3 separate regions of the Rattus norvegicus genome follow, and all the other regions are linked to region 3. The links are chromatin contacts, called in public Hi-C maps. All regions are on one chromosome and are shown on one strand. Each heading gives the region's core, a stretch centred on a gene start, on an enhancer-like site or on the middle of the called end of the contact. The rest is flanking DNA. Distances are from core to core; before and after follow the strand shown.

Evidence for each region. Hi-C and Micro-C count contacts between places; a contact is called where the count stands out from the background.
Region 1: a Hi-C map of liver shows a contact between it and region 3, with 3 times the contacts expected there. The contact joins the promoter of Brcc3 here to the promoter of Gpr108 in region 3. A contact is called at or near these places in 3 of 12 Hi-C or Micro-C datasets (frontal cortex, liver and mammary epithelial cells).
Region 2: a Hi-C map of hepatocytes shows a contact between it and region 3, with 2.0 times the contacts expected there. The contact joins the promoter of Crb3 here to the promoter of Gpr108 in region 3. A contact is called at or near these places in 2 of 12 Hi-C or Micro-C datasets (hepatocytes and kidney).

Annotation. Positions count from the first base shown.
Region 1 is chr9:2,072,669-2,075,919 of GRCr8, forward strand. It overlaps Brcc3 (BRCA1/BRCA2-containing complex subunit 3), which reads left to right and starts at 1,259. Exons shown (of 1, transcript NM_001127300.1): 1 at 1,259-3,251. The coding sequence starts at 1,273. The coding sequence ends at 2,148.
Region 2 is chr9:1,986,385-1,989,492 of GRCr8, forward strand. Crb3 (crumbs cell polarity complex component 3) reads left to right here and starts at 1,370. Exons shown (of 4, transcript NM_001025661.1): 1 at 1,370-1,424; 2 at 1,640-1,811; 3 at 2,615-2,679. The coding sequence starts at 1,739.
Region 3 is chr9:2,217,131-2,220,148 of GRCr8, forward strand. It overlaps Gpr108 (G protein-coupled receptor 108), which reads right to left and starts at 1,571. Exons shown (of 17, transcript NM_199399.1): 1 at 1,431-1,571; 2 at 689-808. The coding sequence starts at 1,556. It also overlaps a transcript of Trip10 not described here.

The DNA of each region.
Region 1 (3,251 bases), core at 9-2,508, 140 kb before region 3:
CAGCCCAGGACCCCAGCCTGGCTCACACTCCAGCCCAGGACCCCAGCCTGGCTCACACTCTCAGCCTAGGACCCCAGTCCAGGGATGGTGGCATCTACACTCAGGAAGGGTCTTGTCTTTCAGACATATAGATATTAAAATAATGTTTAAAAAAGTTAGAATCTGAAGGGAGATGGAGGAAGCCTGCATCTGAAAGAGAGGGGAGGTGCAGTGTGGAATGAGAGGAGTGGAAACTGTGGTTGGGATGTATTATGTGTATGAGGTAAGAAAAATAGAGATGTGTTTCCAGTGACTCCATACCCAGTTGACAACGACAGTTAATCTGATACTTTTTCTTAATTTAATTTTTAATTTAAAAAATTTTCAAGACAAAGATTCTCTGGCTGTCCTGGAACTCACAGAGATCCACCTACCTCTGCCTCCCAAGTGCTGGGATTAAAGATGTGTGCTATCAGGAGCGGGCGGGCACCCAAAATGGACGTCAGCACTAGGAAGTCTAGTCTGCCCTGACTCCCCAGAGCGACTCACAGCCCACGTCCGCCCTGGCGCAGGAACGTTGCCCAGCGTACTACCTGGCCTGCTGCGTAGGCCTCCCGGCGGCTCTCCCTGCCGCGCAGGCCTTCTTAGCCGCCACCCAAGTCCCACAGGACCCACCCCTAAGGCCCAAACTCCGCTCCTAGGTCCTAGGCTCCTCCCCTACGCCCCAGGATCCGCCCCTAAGGCCCTGGCGGACACCGCCCCTAAGCCTCAGGCTCAGCCCCTGTGGAACCCAAGACCCTAGGCCAGGGCTGGACCGAGGGTCAAGCGCTGGGCTGGTAAGGCTGCGTCTGAACAGCCCCCTTAACGCCGGCCACGCCCCTCGGCCAAGCTTCCGCCCCTGGGCGGGGCGTCCGAGCACCGGCTTGCACAGGCGGCCGGAAACCCTTAGCGGATTTAAGTGCGGGCCCCGCCCCTGACCCCGGGTTCCGCCTCTGATTCCCCAGGCTCCGTCCCTGGGCGGGACGTCCGAGCACCCGTTCGCACAGGCTGCCTTAAGCCCTTGGCGGACGTGAGTGCGGGCCCGGCCCCTGAGCCCTGGCTCCGCTCCTGAGCCCTAGGCTCCGTCCCTGGGCGGGGCGTCTGAGCACTGGCTCGCACAGGCGGACAGAAGCCCTTGGCGGATGTGAGTGCGGGCCCGGCCCCTGAACCCCAGGCTCCGTCCCTGGGCGGGGCGTCTGAGCACCCGCTTGCACAGGCGGCCGGAAGCCTTGGGCGGAAGTGAACGGGGAGACGATGGCGGTGCCGGTGGTTCAGGCCGTGCAGGCTGTCCATCTGGAGTCGGACGCCTTTCTGGTTTGTCTGAACCACGCCCTGAGTACGGAGAAAGAGGAGGTGATGGGTCTGTGCATCGGGGAGCTGAACGACGACGTAAGGAGTGAGTCCAAATTCGCACACGCCGGAAGTGACGTGTGCACGGTTCCGGAGAAGGTGGATTCGATCAGAGTCGTCCACATCCACTCGGTCATCATCCTGCGCCGTTCTGACAAGAGGAAGGACCGCGTGGAGATTTCCCCAGAGCAGCTGTCTGCAGCCTCGACTGAGGCGGAAAGGTTGGCGGAACTCACTGGCCGTCCCATGAGAGTCGTCGGCTGGTACCATTCGCACCCTCACATAACGGTGTGGCCTTCACACGTGGATGTTCGCACGCAAGCCATGTACCAAATGATGGACCAAGGCTTCGTGGGACTTATTTTCTCCTGTTTCATAGAAGACAAGAACACAAAGACCGGACGTGTCCTCTACACTTGCTTCCAATCCGTACAAGCCCAGAAAAGCTCAGACTATGAGAGAATCGAAATCCCCGTCCACGTCGTTCCCCACGTCACCATCGGGAAAGTTTGCCTGGAGTCCGCGGTGGAGCTGCCGAAGATCCTGTGTCAGGAGGAGCAGGACGCGTACAGGCGGATCCATAGCCTCACACATCTGGACTCGGTGACCAAGATCCACAATGGCTCGGTCTTCACCAAGAATCTGTGCAGCCAGATGTCGGCGGTGAGTGGGCCTCTGCTGCAGTGGTTAGAGGACAGATTGGAGCAAAACCAGCAGCATCTGCGGGAGCTGCAGCGGGAGAAGGAGGAGCTCATGGCGGAGCTGCGTTCGCTCGAATAAATCGAGGGAGCAGCAAAAAAAAATCCGGGCGGGGGGACGTGGAGTGAACGGAAATACCTCGAGTACAATTTATTAAACAAAAATCAATTTTGAAAAAGATAAAGTCGGAGGGCCTACATTAACATAACTTCAAGATTTATTATTGTAAAGCTACAGTGATCAAGATACGATGATATTTGCAGAAGAATCAATGCAACAGGGAAGAAAATCCGGAAATAAACCCAACAATAATGTGCTTAACTACGTTTGAAAAAGTACAAATGTGATTCAAAGAGGAAAAGACAGTCATTTATTTCAACAAATCAAACCTTCTCAAGCTAACAAAATATATACAATAAATAAATATGTAAAAGAGTCTCTGAATGTATCACGGATTTAAATCCAATATGGAAGACTTAGGGAAAAAAGTTATTCCAAAAAAGTTTTCAGGACTTAAGGACTTAACATTTTCAACTCCAAAGCACAATATCACAAGAAAACAAAGTAGAGAGATTGGACTTTGTTAAAATTAAAGCTGTTTATTCTGCAGAAAGATGAAGAGGAAACCGTCGGTGAAAAAGATGTGTCTGAAACTCGAAAGTAAATAGCACCAGTAGAAATGAAAAGAGACGTAAACATTGTCACTAAAAATGGTGAAAATAGCAAATCCTGTTGAGGGGGCAAATGAGATTCCTCACCAGTGACGGGAATGTAAAAATTCATCGACTGGGTAGAAAAGTTTGGAAATTTTTTTTAAGTTAAACATACACTTAGCATGACCCAGCCACCAAGCTGCACTGTCTTGGTACAAAAACTTTTACAAAATTTTTCTTGGTAGTTTTATCTGTGGAAGCTGCAAATCAGAAACAGCCCAGATTTTCTACAGTGAGTCCACAGCTAAAGAAACCGTTCTTATGGTGGAATATTACTGTGTAGGAAAAAGGAACATACCGCCTAATGGTTTTGTCACTGAACTACATCTCAGCCTGACTTAACTGGATTTGGAATCATGTAAATACAACGTGTACATGAAGGTGTTTTCAAAAAAGTTTTAAGTGGGGAGAGAAGACTGATCTTTAACGTAGGTGACACCATTCCATGGGGTAGGGCCCCAGACTGAATAA
Region 2 (3,108 bases), core at 120-2,619, 230 kb before region 3:
GGGAGGACACCTCTTTTGTTTATTTTTAGTTTTCTTTTTTCTTTTTAAAAAAACACAATCTCTCTGTGTAGCCATGGAAGTCACTATGTAGACCAGGCTGATCTGGAACTCACAAAGATCCACCTGTTTTTGCTGGGATCTAAGGCATATGCCACTACAATGGGCGTTGTAGGGCTTTGTATGGCTTAGTCAATCTAGACAACAAACTCCAGCTCCAGCCCTCTGACTGTTGTTATTGCACTTTTGACTCAAGTTCTCTGGGGCTTAGCTGGCCTTGATTGTGCAGCAATTCGCCTGCTTCTGATTCCCCATTGCCGGGACGGTAAATCATGTGCTATCATATCCGGTTCATGACCACCTTTTACCCAAAGATACATCAGGAGGTCGTGTGGTTCCGGACAGGTGTTTGGTGAAGAGGTGAAAGTCTCACCCCAGCCCTCTACCAGCTACCAAAGGTTTCCATGCATACGTGTTTCTTTGTGGACGCCATGGGACATAACTGCTTCTGCACAGACCCAAATCCATTCTTTCCCCCAAACACTTCCCTGACAGGTGGGCCTGTCATACGGACTTTTTTCAGTGCGAACATAAGGCCTTCCATTAAGCTGAGCGGGATTCTGCGCAGGGGCTTGTCTAGGTGTGTTTTTTACCGCACGGGTTTAATTCTAAGCAGGTGTTCTGATTACTCTGACTACAAGTCCACATTGTGTATCTTTCTACGAAACTAGTCCTGTACAAGTTGATTGATTGACTATGGGATAAAGAAGGAACCCAGGGTCTCAGGCATGCTGAATTCATAGCTGAGAAAAGGGCGATGCCGTCACTAAGACATTCTTGGCAGGTGACCTTCACTAGGTGATTCTAGGCAAGGTTTCTGGCCCTGAGCCACGCTCCCAGCCATTTTACTTTTGAAATAGGATTTGCTCAGGCTGGCCTTGAACTTGTGATCCTCTGGCCTCCGCCTCCAGAATACACTTAGGATTCAGGTTAGCATTACCAGATCTGACGTCAGTATGAATCAGTGTTACCCATCGGAGACCGCCCTTTACAGGTGTGTATCTTTCTGGAGTGTCGCCACGCCCCCTGCGTCTGCACACCTGTGCCACAGAGGGACCCCAGCTGTGCAGTCCTTTCACCTGCTCGCTTCCGCCCTCCGCGCAGCTCCTTGTCGCAATGGGGTTCCCGTTACAGGTGCTCTGGCGGCGCGGCCCCGCCCTCTTCGCCCCGCCCCTCTCAGCCAGGCTCAGGTGCACAAGCCGGAAGTGCGCTCTTTGCCTAGGTGGGTGACTAAACTTTCCGGGTCACGTGAGCGGGCGGGGCGGGTGGGATCTGGAGCGACCGGGTGAAGGACAGCGACTCGGGGTTCCAGCTGGGAACCCGGGATTGGAAACCTGAGCGAAGTCCCTCTCTGACGCCTGGGTCAGGTAGGGAGGCAGGGCACGCAGCCTGTCCTGTCCCCACCTCCTCCTTCCCTTTCCCTGGCCCAAGTACGCGGTCGGGGAGTTAATCTTTAATCTCTGACCCTTGGCGCTGAGGGCGGGGAGCGCACTCCAAGATTGGGTTGCGGGTCTCTGGGGCCCGAGCCTGAGTCCAGCCCCTCACCTCATGCTGCGCCCTCTTCCCCTGGTCTGGTCCCCAGGTCCTGGGTCGCAGGTGCCCTCCTCGACCCAAGATGCGGTAGGAATTGGAGCCCTGGGGAAGTCCTGTCCTTGGCGCCACCAACTCGTCGCCCAAGCTCATGGCGACCCCAGGCCTGGGGCTGCTCTTGGCGTTTGGCTTGCCGATGCTGCCCTCCGGCTGGAGCCAAGAAAGTAGGTACCGTCCCGGGTGGCGCTCGGGTGGGAGGAGGGATCCCGGGTTGAACTTAGAAGTACGGGGCATTTGCGACCCAGAGAGGGCGAAAGATCTTAGGAATGAGCTTGGAATGTGTTTGGCGATCGAGTCTGAAAGCATCAGGACTGAACTTCAAATTAGTCTAGCTGACCTCCGAACGTTTTTTTTTTTTTCCAATTTTTTTACGTTGCTCGAACCCAGGTTTTCCTGATTGCTAGGCAAGCGCTCTACCGTAAAGTAACCCCGTGCCCGCATCCCAGAATTCCTGAGTCCTTAAGTCTTGTGGAATTTAGGAGCTGGGGGTTGTTGGGCACAGCCCGGAGGTGGAGGAGGGGAGGGCCTGGGCACCTGAGTCTGCATAGTTGAGAGTCTTAAGCAGCCAGGGGGACCTGGAGGAGGCCTGAAGGCCCAGCTGACAGGGCTGAACCTTATTAGGTGTGGACCCAGCTAGACCTTCCCTCAGTCTTTCTGGTTCCAGTTTCAGGAGCCTGGGGGTGGGGGGGCCTTGTGAGTCACACACTCCAGGGAAAGGTTGAGCCCCGCCCAGGTCCTTAAGGGCCCTGGGCCAGAGTGATGGTGGAGGGGACACTGTTCTGGAAGCCATCTATTCTAATGGCGACCTGGGTGGCTAGAGGGTGGATTGCCCTTCTTGTTGCCTCTATTCCAGCTGGAGACTTGGGAGAGGTTTGCAAGGTCTGGCTGAGTGGTGTGTAAGTGATGCCTAGCGAAGCTCCAGCTTAAGAGTTTTTGTTTTTTGTTTTTTCCTCTTTCTGTTCCACAGCACCAGACTCTTTCACAAATAGCACAACTCAACCCCCAGATGGCGGCGGGTCCAACGGGGGCTTGGTGAGTTGGGAAGGTGTATGCAGAAGAACTGGTGTATGAGAGACCAGAGTACTGGGACAAGTGGAGAGACATTACTTTTAAAAGGCTGTGTGTATGTTAGGCATGCGTACTACAATCAGGTTATACCCAGCCCTACCCTGACACTCTTTTTTTTTCTTAATGGGGTCTGGTGTAGCTCAGGCTGGCCTTAAACTTCTTTTGTAGTCAGAGGACCTTGGATTCAGGATCCTTCTGCTTTTCTCATTGCTGAGTTAACTTGTGCCCACCATCATGCTGGGTCTATGGGGTGCTGGGAGTCAAACCCAGGGTTTTATGTATGCCACAAAGCCACAGCAATGGGACTTATGTGTCGCAGAAAGAAGGTAGCAAGACCTCTACATAAAAGTAAACAAGAATACTGTGTCTTGCTGGGTGTGGTAACCCATACAC
Region 3 (3,018 bases), core at 321-2,820:
CTGGCTGGCTAACTTCTGATCCTCCTGCCTCAGCCAGCCGGGACACTAAGATCTGTACCCCCAAACCCAGACTGCATGAGATACTGTGAAAGAGCCGGAGTTGGGGTCCATCTAAGGCAGTAGGAAAATTCCACCACAAACCTCCAAGCACAGGACCCCTCCCTTCCAGGAAGTAAAAAAAAAAAAAAAGCTAGTTTAGTTTCTGGAACTGCTGCAAGCCAAACTGTTAGACAAAGCCACCTGAGACTCCCCACGCCCCCCCCTTCCTTGGAAAGTCCCAAAATGGTACACTGAGTCGGTTTGAAGGTTGCCTCTCTCCATCCGTAGTACATAGTTCCGTGCCTAGTTACCATTGTTCAAATTCTGCCCCAATTGTTTGAATTCTGCCCTGCTGGTTTGAAAAGTACATAATCCCGTTAGTCTGCTCCCAAAGTGGGGCGACCCCAGCACGTTAGAACAATAAAGTTCCTCTTGCTTTTGCATCCATCACTACCTCCGTGAGTCTCATTTAAGGGGTCTCAGAAGAGGTTCAATTTGGGCCTCACAGCCGTATTCATTCTTAAGTGACAGGTGGGGAAACTGAGGCTCAAGGAGGCTCTGGGACTTGCCACAGATCACATTGGTGAGGGACAGAGCTAGGATGGAATTTCAGAACTTGTGCACTGAGCTCTCCCATGAACCCCCTCACCTTTGGAAACTTGTCTTCTGTCTCCTGGAGGCTGAGTCGCAGTAAGCTCAGCTCTACTTCCAGGGAACCATTGGTGTAGAATCCAAAGCTGTTCAGTTGGATGTCAGCTCGCTTCTCCCCCTGCAGGAAACCAAAGAGGCAGTGGCAGTAAGGGCACTCTCTCCACCAAGTCCAGCCCCACTGCGTGTTTCTATACATTTGTATTCAGGACAGGAGCACGTGAGAAAGCATTCCTGGGTACTGTGTATTGGTGCTGGTAACATTTTCCTACTTCAGTCCCAGGCAGTTACAGGGTGAGTTTGAGTGTCCAGGGGGTGAAATCCTGGCAAACCCATGGCAGACCCCATATTGATGTGCACTGCCCTGAGAGTGGGCTTCACATGCTGGTGTGAACAGCTTCGACTTCCTGGAAAAGTTTTCGATTCTATCTGGGCTAAATTTTCAAAGTAGTCTTCCACCACTCCACAAAGTGAATTCCAGGAAGATCCTACCAGGTACCCCCTCCTCTCAGAAAGTCCTATGGTTGTTACCGAGGGTCCCCCTGAAATTAAATTCGCCAGGAGTCAGGGGTCCTGGGAGATGAAGCCCCGCCCCCCCTAAACCAGGCCAACCCATTACCAGAACCCGGCGGGGGGACCCCAGGACGAGACCACTAGCAGCCTGCAGTGGGAGGTGCGGCTGCTCCATTCACCGGCGGAGCTAAGGGGGGGGGAGACAGCGAGGCCAAGCCTGCGGGGCTCACTGTGAGAGTCAGCCGGTGGATACGGCCTGAGCAGCCGCTCAGCATCAGCACCAGCAGCGACAAGTATTCCCATCGACACTGCGCTGGGCTCTCGCCGCTGAGCCCCCTCCTCTCGCTCACTGCCATCTCTGGGGCTGCGACTGCCCCCGAACACAGCCGCTGACGCCTTATAAGGCCCGCCCACTTTTCAGCCAATAGTCGTACGATGTAGTCAAGTTACCCAATTAGCAACTGAAATCCTTTTGATTGTCAGAAGACCTCTCAAATGGGCGTGCTTATCTTTTTCAGCCCTACTTTCATGGCTCTCCAATCGCTAAACAGATTGTGCCGGATGTAGTTTGATGAACAGGACGACTAACCAATGATCCAGGAACCCATATCCGTCCCTTAAAGCGGAATTCCTTCAGCAACTCTTAACGGTCTAAGACTACATTACCCAGAATGTAGAGGGAGCAGATCCGTGCAACGAAGCATGCATAAACTACACTTCCCAGTACTCCCAAGGACGCATTTCCTCTCCCACCCCTCACTTCCCGGTACCTAGCTCCTGGCCAGAAGTTTTAGCAACCATAGGTGTCGGCGAACTTTCCTTATTTCAACTTCGCTGGGCCACCGGGAAGCCTAAAATTCTTCACCCTAGGCTGCCTTCTAATCCTAGGCTGAATGCCATTGTAGGTCCCACCTGCATACTCGGTCCCAGGCTAAGCCTCCTTGCAGCAGCTGAATCTCTACTTCAACCTGAAACACTGACTTCTTCCTGTTCTGAATCTAGGCTCCCTGACACCATTTTACACACTGGCTCCTCAATTCGTACTGAGCCCTCAGATTTGGAAAAGTCCTAATTACTGGACCCCAGCTGTAGTTTTCGACTCTTAATTAGATTGCCCGCCCTGGTACGAAGCTTCCCACCCCAGTCTGATAACCTTTTTCGCCACTGGGTCGCTGAGGCCTTCTCCAACCTCCTCCACCATCCCTCTTCCCCACTTTACATCTCAAGCTTAGCCCACAAACCACCAGCAGGTGGGGCCAAGACCTATCAGAGTCTCAGTTCCAGGGCGGGACTCCAGGGCGTCTTTCCTTAGAAGTCTAGACCGCTCTTCCAGCTGCAGCACAAGGGCGTTTTGACACTTCTGCTGCGGCGGAGAAAGCACCTACAGCCGGGAAGAGTGGGGGTGGGAGCCACCGGGGTCTCTTCCCTTTTATCCGGGAGCCTCAGGGGAATTTGCAAGGTGTGAAAGGACTTTTATGATTGGGAGGACCGAAACTCCTAAGCCCAAGGGTTCCAGAGTCTAAAGGGGACAAGGGGCGGGGTGTGGGAACTGGAGAAACCTGGGTATCTCTGGGGGCAGTACTGATTGGGCCTTACTGAGTGAGGCTGGGAAACGCAAAGTGCTAGTGCGAGGTGCTGTGCACGTACGCATCTCTCTCTCTCTCTCTCTCTCTCTCTCTCTCTCTCTCTCTCTCTCTCTCTCTCTCTCTCTGTGTGTGTGTGTGTGTGTGTGTGTGTGTGTGTCCGCGCGCGCGCGTATCCCAGAACGGTGTCCGAAGGACAACCTGTCCTCTGTTTCTCAGAGGCTCTGGCGAGAAG